Linked DNA regions of Rattus norvegicus: region 1 is linked to region 2. The links are chromatin contacts, called in public Hi-C maps. All regions are on one chromosome and are shown on one strand. The core of a region is the stretch at or near the end of the contact, and the rest is flanking DNA. Distances in the headings are between cores, read along the strand shown. Region 1 holds the start of Cnksr2 (connector enhancer of kinase suppressor of Ras 2). Region 2 holds the start of LOC103690826 (a long non-coding RNA gene).

The links. Hi-C and Micro-C count contacts between places; a contact is called where the count stands out from the background.
Region 1: a Hi-C map of Schwann cells shows a contact between it and region 2, with 15 times the contacts expected there. The contact joins the promoter of Cnksr2 here to the enhancer-like site in region 2. A contact is called at or near these places in 2 of 12 Hi-C or Micro-C datasets (Schwann cells and frontal cortex).

The regions. Positions count from the first base shown.
Region 1 is chrX:40,720,366-40,727,862 of GRCr8, forward strand. Cnksr2 (connector enhancer of kinase suppressor of Ras 2) reads left to right here and starts at 2,853. Exons shown (of 22, transcript NM_001113366.1): 1 at 2,853-3,089. The coding sequence starts at 3,026.
Region 2 is chrX:39,793,723-39,800,856 of GRCr8, forward strand. LOC103690826 (a long non-coding RNA gene) reads left to right here and starts at 6,934. Exons shown (of 2, transcript XR_597597.2): 1 at 6,934-7,039. Within about 2 kb of position 3,974, at least 11 of the 93 cell types and tissues checked have an H3K27ac peak or open chromatin away from gene starts, as enhancers often do.

The DNA.
Region 1 (7,497 bases), core at 1,603-4,102, 930 kb after region 2:
ATATTAAGTAGATGAGGATTTCATAGAATCACATTATAGTAAACTTACAAAAAATGGGGCAAGATGTTAAATTTTGAATAAGAGGCAGACTACATAAATGGTAGCTTGTTTGAACAGTTGTGAAAAGAAAAATGCCACAAAGATTCAGCTGAGTCATCTGTAGTTAAAGAATAAGAGCATCGATGACTTAATCCTTTCATTTCTTTCCCCTCCCCAAACCAAGAATGCAGAAAGTAAAAAGCCTGTTATGTTATGAAGAGATTGAAATAATTTATGCTAATTATATTGTCAATGTCAAAGTCAAATGCTATATTTTATTGGCGAACCTAAAGGAGGAGAATTTAAGAGAAAGGCCATGGTGTAATTGTTAGACAATAGGAATCTATACTCACAGTTTGGTTCATTCTTAGATTTTTATTTAGTTTTATAGTTATTTTACATGATTGGACAAACGTGCCTAACTCTAACACAAATTGGAGGGGGGCTATGTACTCCTTCAATCTAATATAGGGTCTTCCTCAAAATTCTCTTTTATTTTCCTACAATGTCACTTTCTCATTTTCTTTGCAAGTGGTCTTGTCACATAATTTCAATCAATGTATCCTTCCTTATCTATATTCTCATTCTCTCATCTATATGTCTATATCCTGGCCTGTGGCTTTTGTCTTGATTTCCTGCTCATCAGACAAGTGATGTCTTAATTTGCACTTGCTTGTGTTACGATTTACAGTGTGGTTGCTTGTCACAAATGGCCAGTCTTTCAGCCTGCATCTTGCTCTTGCAGTCACATTTGGTCATGTCCTATATTCTCATCATTTCTGGTTACCTAAGGATCAGGAAAATCCATGGTAAGTCACAGACTTCTCTGTGGTTAACAGAGAATTATATGATGTTCATCCTGGAGATCTTCAATGGACCACCCATTCACTACAATTGTCCATTTTATGACACTGATACATATCTTTTGGCTTGTTTCCCACGTTGAAATTCTGAAATGAACTTGCTGTTACAATCACACAAACTAGTTTATTTAACATGTATGTAACCATGTGTAATAGAGGGTTAAAGTCTCGGCTGTAAAATGTAGCTAACAGTAGAGCTAGTTTAAGGCAGAATAAAAATAAAGTGATTAGCACTTTGGCTAATAAAATGTGTGCTACCAGTAGGAATATTTTGATAACCTTACTTGTATAATCTAAATTTCAAATTTTTGTCTATATCTTGAAGTTCGGGTTATTAGTAAACAAGTCTGAACACAAGGTTCTTAAATGTAATTCCTTTTTTACCACTAGTGTGAAAACATCAATGTGTTATCTGCTATTGTTTTGCCTCCTTGTGTGTTGGGGGTGGGAACTTGCCAACTGAAGAAGTGATGTTCTTATAAAATTGAGTTAGACAAAACGGATAAAGTAGGAACTGACATGCTTTATTGGCATTACTGAAATGATTTAGAAATAAAAGGAGTTTCTCGTTTACTCAATGTAACTGTTTTAAGAATTATACTGAGAAAAACCAGTTATAATGGTGGTAGAGTTTGCTAATAGACGTTCTAGAATTGTCATTGAAAGTAAAGCCTCATTTAGGCAAACTGTGTTACTAAACGCTGCATAGGTTTTTGAAGCAAACAATATGTGAAACATCATGTTTGTAGTTTGTCGCTAACTTTATGTCCCATTATTACTCTTCGGATGTTATATAAGAACGACTGAACACAAAATGACACCACGTAAAACAGATATCGAGGACCTTGTGTTGAAGGAGTTGGCCAACAACTGGAGCCCAGAGCCTGGGAGGAGGCACGTGTGGGGTTGGGGAGGCGGTTTCCGAATCACCTGGAGCCTCTTGCAGTTGACAGCTCTGACTTCCTGGGTTCCTTTTATCACCCAGGGGAGATCTGACTACACGGACCATCTAGTCCCCTATGGGCGTCTCTGGCTAGCGCCAGGCTCCCATCTGCGGAAGCCCACACCCGGTGTTCTCCGCAGGGTACGGGGGAGTCACCTCGGGAGCCAACTCAGCAGCTGCGAGGGCGACAGAGAGAACAGCCAGGGCTCCCATTGTCACCCTAGCAGTTCAAAGGCGTCCCCTCCCCCTGGTGGCGAGGGGATCAGGGGATGGGGGGGCTATAGTACCCTCCTCCACCACCCCGGGCTCTCCGTTCAACTGGTGGGGCAACCGGTCTCTCTGAGTCTCCTGGGAGGCCACTGGGAGCTATGTCCTGCAGCCGCCGCACCTGACTGCCTAACCGACCTCCGGGCTGGGCGAGCCTCCAGCAGCAGCGGCGGACTCCCAGGCTCCAGGCATCACCGCGGCACACGCCCTCCCGGCGCAGCTCCGGCCGAGTGCTACCCCCGGGGCGGGAAGGCGGGAGCGCGACCGGCCCACACCTGGCCCGCGTGTCTGACAGAAGTCGGGCGGCGGGCACGCGCGCTGGCCCACGCACGCGCACAGGGCTCGCGCGCACCGGCTGCCGGCCCTGGGGGCGGGACCGCGCGGCGGCGAGCGGGGCGGGGGGCTCGTGGAGCGCGCGCCCCGCACCCGAGGGCTGCGGAGAGATATTTTGGGTGGCAGGAGGCCCCTCGTCATTTCCGCCGGGCGGCTCGTCGTCGTGCCGGGGGCTCCACTCCCGCGCGCCAGGCGAGCGAGCGGGCAAGTTGGCTGCGGCCGTGCGCCGGCGTCTCTTCCCTTCCCCGCCGCGACCCTCGGCGGCTCGAGCCATGAACTGAAGCCCCTCGGGACGCACACCCCGGGCTGAGCCGCGGACGCTGCAGCTGCGGTGGCAGCCTGGGCTGGGACAGAGCCGACCCCGGCGCGTTATCCCGGCCGGCCGGCTGGCCGTCGCCGCTCCCACCGCGGCCGCCTCCGACGCTCCAGCCTCCGGACGGACACACAAAAGCCACCCTCTCCCTGTCGCCCACCCCAGGAGGCTGCGGCCGGCCACTGACCCCACCTGAGGGCGCAGCGGGCTGCGGACTTGGCTTTCTGTCCGAGCTCCGCGTCCCACGCGGCACCAACCCCGCCGCCCATGGCTCTGATAATGGAACCAGTGAGCAAATGGTCTCCGAGTCAAGTAGTGGACTGGATGAAAGGTAATGCCCTCTGTGGGGAAGGAGAGGCGACACTAGGGCGCAGGGTCCCGGTACGAGGGAGGGACACCCGACAGGGCATAACCCGTCCTGGGAGCTTTCAACCGACTGCTGAGGTCCTCCCTGGGGATGGCTAGGGGTCCTCTGGCTCTAGCAGGGACTCGGGGACCCTGGTCTCCTTTTGTCTTCAGCCTGGAGGGGCGCGGGGAGCAAGAGGGCGGCGGGCGCCACCTGGTTGAAGCTGGAAGCAGGGCGGTGGAATCCCCGCGCAGCTTCCCCACTTCACGCTTCCCTCGACGCCTTCGGGTTGAGAGGACGCGGCGACCCTTGTTTCCCTGCTAAGGGAGGAGCCCTTGGGACCTATTCTCCTGGTTGTCCCTGCATCAGCCCCTTTGTTCCTGGAAACCCGAGGCCCCTTCTCGGTCTTGCCCTGCCAAGTGCCTTCCCCAGCGCCAACTCTCCTGGCAACTTTTAAGCCCGCATAATGGGGTCAGGATGCAGTCGCTCTGGTTGGAAGCTGGGAACCCCCTCCATGATGGGCTGACGATGGTCGGGAAGGGGGCGCGCTACTTTGGGGTAACATGCTTCCCTTAGGACAGCATCCAAGCTGATATATGTGGGCTCCCTCCTGCGCACCCCAGCATGTCCTTTGCTTTTCTAGGTTGAGGTCTGCGATGTTTAAACCTCTCGCAGCTTCTTGTTAAGGGTCCAATGTTAGGTTTAAAGTAATGCGCATTCAAATATTCTCCTTTCTTCCATATTGAAGCCCCCCCTCCACCCCCGACAATCTCTAATGACCAGTTTCAAACCTTCGCCCTTCTCCTAGTCACAAATGTGGGCTTTTTCTCTAGTCTCTTGGCTTTCCTGTCTCACTATCTCCCTCTGTTGTCTGACTTGAGGGGCTTGTTAAGGACCTCTCCAGTCCATCCTCAGACTGAACTCTAAGGGGATACCTACCTTGGAATAAAAGATTCTTGGACATGCTTGGAAAAATGCTTGGGGAATATGAGAGTTCTGCTTGAGTTCATACCTGAGCAGGGAAACTTAAGATGTGCTTCAAGCCTTATCTGTGAAAATGCCCCTTTCAAAGAGCAAGGAGCCCCTTTCCTAGGCTTGCTTAGCAGTCAGACTTTCTAAGCTCTATATACTTGAAAATGGAAGGGATTGAAGGTAGTGGGGAGAAATTCAGTTCTCTCCTTATCTTTCCCCCACCCTTTCGGACATTTGCCTATTTTCTAGGGGTTCTCTTTATTTGCTTTGCTTCCTTTTCTCCCTGATTTGCCCAGTTATTTCTCACTTACTTTGATTTTCCCATCTCATCTGTAGGAAAAATGCTTTGTAACTGCGAAGCACAGTGTAAGTGCAAGTGAATTAAATTAAACCTAATTCATTATTTATCCACTGCCCCTTGTGTGCAGTGCATTGGGTACCATGGGGGTTATAAAGATGACTAAGACAAAGTCTAGCCGTGGCTCTTCTTTTCTGCTGCTTGTTCTCTTTCCGTATTTGCTATTAAAATTCCAGCTTCCTGAATTACACACACACACACACACACACACACACACACACACACACACAGGCACACATGTGCCTCAGGAAAATTCTGTCTTTTCAGTTTCTCAGTCATGGATGACAGAGTAGTCACAGGAAGTCAGAATGCTTTATTAAAATGCTTTCTTTGAATTTCTCTAACAGGTAAGTTTAGTTTGGGTCTGTTGCTGCAACAATATTCAGAGAAAAGCTGTCTTGGCTTCATGGGATTGCCTTCTAGAAATTCCCATGATTCGGGTAATGAGCACTGCATACTCCATCTTCTTTACCTCCCACCCAGTTAGTCTTGTGCTTTCCCTTCTCTGTTTAGGTCGCCTGAAGCAAGCACAACATACGAAGTATGTCCTTTAGAAATCGCTCTAGTGCAAAATGTAGTTTCTTTGAACTTTAGTAAAGACTATTTCCTGTAATTTTAACTTCACATGATAATTAAGTTGGATAACTTGTTTTTTTTTTTTTTGTACCTGTTGGTGACACATTTTATAGCTACCTAAAAAGATCAGTTAGATAACCAAGATAGAATTACATGCTTTTGTATAACAAAAGACTGAATGAGACTAAAAGAATAACTGATTTAATTATCAAGTTCAGGTCCCAGTTAGCTGCTTAGTCCCAAACTGCTTATTGTTAAATATTCTGTGATAGTCATATACATTTCAGATCCTATCAGAAAATAAGATTTTAAAAAACAGTTGGAGGAAATGAGAATTTCCCCAACTTGTTACTTATAAATGTTATCTTAGTTATTTTTCTCTAGTTCCACCAGTAAACTTAAAAAAAAAGACATTTAAAAATAGTTTCCACACTTTCCTCGTTTACAGAAATGTTGGAAAGCCAACTATTAATTTAGCCTATAGCTTTGAGTTGATTAGACCTTGCTTAATTATAATTATATAATTATAATTATAAGTGTTATAAAACCAGTACTAAGGATGAACAGCACTTTATTTATTATTTGTTTGTTTTTTCGTTTGTTTGTTTGAAAAGGGATCTTATATAGTACAGAGTAGCCTTGAACTTTCTGTATAGCCAAGCATGACCTAGGACTTCTGATCCTGCTTTTTCCACTACTCCAGAATTGGGATTACAGGTGGAAGCCACCCCTCCTGGTTTTATATGGTGCTTGGGGTCAAACTCAGGGCTTCCAACATGTTATCATGCTTTCTACAAGCATCAAGTGAGCCACATCCCCAGACCCTAAGAAATGAGTAAGGCTCTTGAATAATTGTAGCATTCGGGGAGCTCTTCAGAGCGTGTTAGTTGCGTGACCCCTTCAACATCCTTCATATTTGTAGGTTTTAGTTACAGTAAAAGTGTAGCTACCTATACTGTTTTAGTATTCACATACTTTATTATTTCTAGACTGTTTTTTTTATTTACCAGGCAGAAGAAATACAATTAGATCATATGTGTATGACTCCATGAAATTTATAGAAATGATACAGAAATTAAGTCCTCAAAGAATGAAATGAAGGATAAAAATAAATTTATTGGGATTGCACAGCGTGTGTTCAAGACTTGTTTAATGAAGGTCCATTAACACGGCAGTTAATTTTGGTCAATAATTGTTATTGAAATGTGTTTGAAAGAGATACTGAAAATGTCTATATTAACTATTAGCAAAGATGTAAATTGCTCATGCACTCTTTGTAAATACAGCACTGTCAGGTTTTTCTTTTTTTTTCTGGCTGGCAATGTATATTTGACATGGCACATTGTCGTTGTTAGTTGCAGTAAATGTACAATACATGATCCACTTAGGATTCAGTAAAATAAGGCTTTCTAGTCCAGATTAATTTGATAGTATTTTTGAATATTTGGTGATGGCTCATAAGCTTTTACACTCATTAAAAATTAAGTATATAAAATTACTGCTGGAGAAAGTATACACAATCGGTTTATTAGCACTGGAAACCAATGTCCAATTGGAAAGCATGTTTAATCATCTTATGCTTCTGATACTCTTGAAGCAGACCTTTCAAAACCAACAAAAGCAAGCAAGTTACTTAGAAAAGTCATAGGTGATAATGTAGGCAATAACTAGCTTTTCACTAAGCCTATTGTTCTAAAATATTATTTCTCAGGTCCTGTTGATTTGAAACTCCTAGAAATAGTTCATAATCTGTCGTTTCCACGAGTCTCTGAAATATAGCAAAAAACTTCCTAACACTTCAGTGTTTCTCTTTTTATTTTTATTATTAAATGTCCTTGTTTATCTTATACCAAGTCATTCTACTCTTCCTTTTATAACTTTTTGAGCTTTGAGACTAATGCAACCTATCCTCATGATCAAGATAATTATTTTCTAGGACCATTTATTTTCCTCTGTGGCATTCTTTTATCGAGTTTGAATCTCTTTCTGGGTTAAATGAAATGACTATCATCTTCAGAGTGAAGCGGAAGACCCACTTGTGCTGGCATTTTCTGATGATCTCTGGGACTTAATGCTAATCAATCTTGCAGTATTATGATCCCTCAAAAAAAAAAAACCCTACATTTTAAAATAGTCTTTAACCTATTCGGCAATCACCTGCCCTACTCTTTCTTGTTCATAATAATCCATTTTGTTCAAGAAGCAGTACCTGCCTTCTGATTTCTATATTAATGACTCAGCCATCTTGAGGATAGAAAATGAAATATTTAAAAAAAAAACCCTAATGTTTAAAATACAGTTCTGTAATGGGGGAGATGTATATTGTTTAGTCAGTGTAAATGTGAAGTGATATAGAAGAGACTATATCTGATAAGACAAACTTGGACAGGTGATTAATAATTACTTTTCTCCCCTCATAGGATATCAGAGCTTAGGTTGAAACGTATCTTAATTTAAAGAGGAAATTGTCAAAATTTTGAGTTGAAT
Region 2 (7,134 bases), core at 2,724-5,223:
ATCCTAGGTTGCATGGGAATTCTAAATATGAACTGGATATTGAAAATGTTAATTCTTTGGCTATGTTGCTTTGAGGCATAGAGCTTCAGACAAATGTGATAATTCATCAAGGCATTTGCAAAACAGGATGAGGTGAATAAGTAGATGAGAATGAACTTTAAATAAGGAACAAAAGAGGAGTGTTTATGTGAAGACTCCAATTTCAGGAGAGTAAACGGCTAACTATTCTTTCAAAGGATTATGTGGAGCTGGAGAGATGGCTCCGTAGTTAAAAGCACTGGCTGCTCTTTCAGAGGACCTGGGTCTGATTCCCACCACCCATGGTGGCTTACAACTATCTGTAACTCCATTTCTAGGTGATCCAATGCCCTCTTCTAGAATGCTCATGCAACATATGTAAGTGGTACAATACATACATTTATACATGCAGGCAAAACACCCATACGTAAATAAAATGATAGCAACAAAAGTGCTTAAAAGATTACAAGTCCATCCCATATTACACCCTCTGTAAAGGAAGACGCCATACTCATTTCATTTAACATTTTATTTTCATTTTATAAGGATTTCTTCATTTGTAGAAAAAGTTATCAATATCTGCAAAAACTTGGAATATTCAGTTTAATTTTAACTAATTTGTCACCTTGACTGATTGTATTCCATCCAAACATTTTCACTTGTGTTGTATTCTATCAATTATTTTGTAACCAAGACATTTGGGTAAACAAAGAGGACTGTGAGGTATAGTTCCAGGCTCCATTCATCTTGGCATTTTATTTGAAGGATAAATATATATAAGAAAATATATGACAATTTGAATAAAGGATCAAGACACCAATTATAGTTGCTCTCAAATTGCTTTACTGTTATGGCATAAAATTTAAACACCCATCCTCATAATGCCCAGTTTTAGGCAATATTAAGAACTTGGGTACAAATTCAAGAGTTAATGTACTAAGCATTAAACGCATCCTTTAAAATGCAAAGGTAACAAGAGGGGGAAGAACAAAACATTGAAGAGGAAGATTTTTTAAAAGACATAACCGAAGCTCTTGCTGTTCACAATCAGGCAGGGTTGAGTTTAGTTCTTTTCCACAACATTTGGGGACAAATGGCTACACTTCTGGCCAGAGGAAGACAGATATGATTTCTTAAAGGGACAGTCAACAGACAAACACACCACATTTGTTCATGACTCACCAGAAAGTCACTCCATAGCGTGCTATTCAATAGAAGTGACATGTTTAATTTTCTTGGCCAGGCTTTGCCATGAGCCAACCCATAACTAAATCATTGTCACTATTTGCAGAAAAAATTTGCTCAGAATGGCTAACCTGGGGTGGGGTCAGCTTCACACCAATCACTGAAGGTGAAAGGGACGTGGTTCCTTCATAGAAATTCAGACTTCAATGGCAAAAGAAAATGAGTGGGTTTTGAGAAGAGCAGAAAAGAAATGACTTACTTTATACAGTATACTGTCATTTCTCTTATTAAACTAGAAGTTAAAAAAAAAACCCAACCTGGTCTGATTGTATAAAAAAAAGTTTAGTACTCAATAATATCAATCAGTTCAACTCAAACTAACTTCATGTTAGTTCATTTGATAAATGGCAATGTTAATGTTTGAACTGCAAGGTTCCTTCAGCCCTAACAAATTATGAAAATTCCCCTGAGAACAAATATGGGGACCTACATTGAATACACTTGTATACTCTATATAGAAAATATATGGACAGTTACTTGTAGGTGTGGCTTATGATAGATGCTCCCAACTATAGAGGCGTTCACCATTGTATCAAGTCATGTCAGGCACAGGATAGGTTTATATAAATGGGGCAGGTATTACATAAACGTTGACTTTAATCATTGTTAATGGTTTGGTTTATGACACACTTTTTCATTTTATAAATTTTGAGTAACTGAGTTGTACAATATATCAAAAACTTATTACAGTTATGATTATATTCATTATTTCTGGAATGTTTAACATTGTAGCTTTAGTATTTTGGTTGCTAGCCCTCCCAACAGTTGCACTGGTATTTTAAAATGACTTTTGTCTAAATCCGGCAGTTCCTCAAATGCATCACTAGATGGCAGCAAAGCTTTAATAAAAATCAACTCTCAGCCCCGTAGGGAGCACACAGTATTTCCTTTTGTCTTCTTTATTATACAACCTCATGGCACCAACAAAATATTACTATCATTAACATTTACAGTGGCAGCGACAGCAAAGGCAACTGACCAAGAGGTTCAGAATATTGCACATTGAACACAATTCAGCATTAACTGTTACAAAGTTGTTGCTAAAGATTTTCGAAATTATTAGTCCAATAGGCTGACAGGATTGTCACTGAACCTAAAGCCAGCTGCTACCATCCCACACTTATGTAAGAAATAGTTCCAAAGGCTCCTTGAAGAAGAGCTGTGGGACCTTAGTTGTACAATGTGTGACTGTCACAGAAGGAGCCTCTGAATAATTCATGAAGACTTGTTTTCTTATGTTGTTTGAGATGGGAGTCGGCTGCAGGTTTATAGACAATGACGTAATTACAGTGTTTAATGTCCCTTTGGGGGAGTTTTTATAGTCCATCTTCGTATATACACTTGGCATCTTTCATTTAGAATGACTGGGTCCACTTCTTTCTCTTTTGAGAAAAATCCTTTTCCCCACCAGAGTCCACAGCCTCTCTCTCTCTGGTGATTCTCAGAGCAGCTACACTTTCCATTACATTCTTGTCAGCAGATATCCCCAGTGGGGTCGGGGCTGCACACAGCTGGAATGTCCCTAATCTAGATGCCCTCCTGGCTCCTGAAATTGCTAGTTTGAATTGCTAGCCCCTCTATTGTGAACAATGGATCCACACTCCCTTTTCTTTCTTTACTGTGCTTAAGCATTCCTGGACCCTTTCGCCCTACACTCCCCCTTCCTTTCTACCTCCCACCCTTCTGTACCTCGTGCTTTCTTTTTCCTCCCTCTTTCTCTCTTAAAATTCCCCCAGCGTCCTTTCTACCCTGCAGTGCAATCTTAACCATCTAACAAAAGACCTTATAATGTAAATTCGATTTCAGAAATGGGAGGAGTTTTCTTGCATACTAAACAAGCATTTGCTGTCTTGGTAGGAAAACAACAAAATGTTTTCCCTTGGAAGCACTGCTTAACCACGTCTCTGATCATCGCCTCAAGCTGAATGTGCATCCACTGAAGGCAAAACACAGTCCAAGTGCAGAAGTGCAACGACCTACTTAAGATCTGCACAAATCACGTGCGATGAAAACGGATTTCGTTTCTAGGCTCTTCCCCCACCTTTAAAAAAATTTCTCCCTTATCACGATTTCTTTCTAGGTGGAGGAGGTTCCACTTGCCCACTCACTGCTTAAACCGAATTTGTGCCTGAGAATTAGACTCCTTCTAGTGTGGTCAGAATCAGGTAACAGCAGCTGAATTCAGTTCACCCCATGCCTTCTTTTCTTTCCACTGAGAAGTCAAGTGAGAAGGCTTATCTAAGGAGCAGGAAGGGAGAATTTGGGTTACTCTTTTGTGTGTGTGTGTGTGTGTGTGTGTGTGTGTGTGTGTGTGTGTGACAGGATTGTCCTGCTTTGGTGCCATTTGTCACTAAACGTGTGCTGCCCAGGCAGTAAAACAAAAGCCAATCCTGGATAAGTATGAGGCTTAATAAAGAGTTGAAGGAATTTCAAAGAAGTAAAGCATGTTTCTGCATTCCCTGGAGGCTACATGGTCTCTACTGAGGATTTTGATTTGGGGGTACACGGACGTAAGACATAGCAGATTGTATTCTATACCTGTGTGCTCGCTGGCAGGCACAAAATGTATGCTGTTAACTACAGACGTCTGGGTTTGCTTCTCCCGAAGGGCTGAAGGAAGATTCTCCAGCACGTGGGTGAAGCAGCAGCCTTGTGATCTGGCTTCCCAGCCTCTGAGCCGCCTTCCAGCTGCCTTATGTAATGTGATCTGTTTGCTGATGGGAGCCTGATTAGTTTCTGGGTGGGAACTGCGACACCTGTGTACAGTCCCCGTGCTAGACTCAGCCAGCAGACTTGAGTTGGTCTTTCTGCTGCAAGCAAGGGGTTAAATTGAGACACACTAAGGGTATAAACATGGGTGCACAGTGAGTCCAGGAACGATGTGGATGAGTGATGGAGGCAGTTGAAGTAGTCTGAATAAGAGCAGCATGTGGGTGGCAGAGAGGGAGAAAGAAAAGCCGGGAAGGGCTTTAGGGAGGAAAAACAGTCGCCACCAGAAGCTAACCATAGATCATTTACATGCATTCCTTATCAAATGAGAGCAGGAGACAGAGGCTGAAATCAAGCTGAGCAGAATTTCTAATAGAACTGGCTGACCTTTCAAACGAAGTACTTAAGTAAAGATGGGCAGCACGTGCCAGGACTTTTTACAAGGAGGCAAAACATAGGCAGCTAAGAGTTTCAGGTGTACCGTATTTAAACAACGCATCTCATTGATTTCGAATCAAAATACTTTTAAAGCACCTCTCAAGCCACATACAGTACCCCAAGCCTGTAATCCTAGCACTCAAGAGGTTGAGGCAGGAGGATTGGTGGTAGTGTGCAGCCAGCTTGGGTTATATAGTGAATTTCAGGTCAACCTGGACTATGCCACGAGACCCTGTCCCTCCAAGTAACTTTATTTGCTCTGGAATTCTTTTTATTCGTCGTCCCAAGTTGAGGGGACTGTAGGCTGTTTTGGTAGGAGTTTAACATAAGTAGCCAAAGTTTTTTACACTGTTATCCTTTGAGAGTCGTTTTATTTTCACATTTCTATAAATATGTTCAGCAGCAAGGTATGTGGAGAGCTTCCCAAGAATTTCTCTTGTGAGAGTCTCCATGAGAATTAAAAACAAGTCCATGTGGGTTCTCCATAACCGCTAACTTTAAGGCTAAAAAGTTACATTAATGAGTTCTCTGTAAATCTTCTCCCGGTCGCGAAATATTCTTTCTGGTATGGTAATTTTGTTTACTTCTCCCAAGAGCCAGTCACCATCAAAATTGGCCAGCAGGGGGCGAGCGTTCACAGAAAATGCATGTAGTCTCTGCTCTGGCTGATTTGCGGGATGGAAGAAACAGGTTTTATTCTGAGGTATTTTCAGTTCAAATTCAAGTTCTAGAACTTTGATTTATTATTAGCTTCTTCTCTTACTTGGGGAAAAGGGAAGAGAGAAAAACAGGTCTGTCTGCTACCCGTGTGTTCTACCCCCGATTCAGGGAAGGGCTCAGAAACCACAAGTTTTCAATAGAGTCAAACAGGCTGGATCGTGCATGGCTGGATCTGAGGGAGAACACAGGCTCCAGTTTTCCTAAAATGACAAATCGCCTCCCGTTACTCAAGAAATCACAAAAGATTCGCACCCACCCTTTCTTCCCCCGAGCTTTGTCCTTCTGCCAGCGATTTGCAGTCCCAGACACGTATTATATAATGAATGATGAGGCACAAAAGCCTGAAGCTTAGGCTTATTGCTTCTTTCGCAGAAAAGACATTTTTTTTTAAAAGGAAAAACCTATTATAACACCATCTTAAATGTTTCTGAGACAAATGTTTCTGACAACTGTTAGAATGGTGGGGCATTAGAACGGGTCCAAATCTGCATTAGTGCTAGGGGCTGTGACCATTTGCAATGGTCTAAGGTTTGAATGGAAAGATGGAAAGATACAACTTGATGGGGCGAGTGGAAAAGGACCTGAAGTCCCAGGACATCTGGCTCGAATCCCGGCGGATTTAGCGGGCTGAGTATTCTTGAATTCCTTCCCTTCCTGGTCTTCAGTTTCACAAGCTGCAAATGATGACACAGTGCCTTCCAATCTAACAAGTTACCCTTCTTTCAAGAATAAATGTAGATGACATTGTTTATTTGACTTCTTTCCAAGAACACAGCAACATTCGACAACCAAGAAAACATTGTTCAGGATATTATGATATTTCAAAAATCCCCAAAGTACTTCGCATTTCACATTTCTGAAAACAGGGTCACTATTTAACAATAATTTCCTTAGTGTTTTTATAGCAATTATTGTCTGAGTAATTCTCTCTGGGGAATCCTAGATAGGTACTGTGTGGTATGGAAACGCTTTCAATTTTCTTTTCCTCTTTCATTTTGCTTCTTTTCTTTTGGGTGGGGTGTGGGGGGAGAGGGTTTTGCTGAGTAGCTCAGGGTGGTCTTCCTGCCTCTACCTCTGGAATGCTGTGATTATAGGCCTGTGCTACTCTGTCCCCAGCAGAACTTTTGGTTCCTAAGATGCATCTCTTAGGGTTATGTTGAGAAAGACTGAGGTGATTTGATGTGGGATACAGAAACTCTTCAGTACTGTTAGTACTGTTAATGCTCGTCATCACTGCTAAAAGATCCAATCCACGCAGTTGATTAGAAAGGGTTCATTTTTTTTTTAAACCTCGAAGACCAATACAACATTTAGCTCGTTTGGTGACATGTTTCCTAATTGAGGAACTTCAGAATTTCAAAAATCTGGAGGGGGATTTTTTTTCCCCCAGAGACACTATCCAGTCTTGGAAAATAATCTCATAAAGGTGAAATTCTGTGGTTGTTGGCATAGCTTCTCAGCCTACAGGGGCAGTGTAAGGAACCTTTCATTGTCCAGGCAAGAGAAAACAAAACATGACTGAAAAATGATCAAAATAACAACAGCAACAGAAACGTAGGCTTAGGTTTAGATCATAGATCTGCCTTTTATTTGCTGGGTGACCTTTCTATGTCTTTTTAGTTCGTGTTGCTCAGCTGGAGGGAGAAAAGAGACCTACTGACAAAAACCAGTGAGAGGCAACACCAACACCAGGCAGCTCCGCTAAACTTAGCCCACAGGGTGAAGCAGCCTGATTGAACACATGCACCCCAGGGGCGGGGCTTTCTGTTTTTAGCCCTCTGACCATATGCATATGCAAAGAAAGTCCGGGTGCCCTGCTCGCGGCCTCCAGGGCGCAGTTTAAATTGCTGCACGACGCTTTCTTTAAACACCTGCGACTGCCTGAATACGTCTCTGACTGAGGGATATGGTTAGCTCATAATCCGGGGAAATTCAGTGTATGACATTTAATGCTTCTCTCGACACAACAAAACGGCTTTCAACTAATAGCAGGTCCCAGTGTGG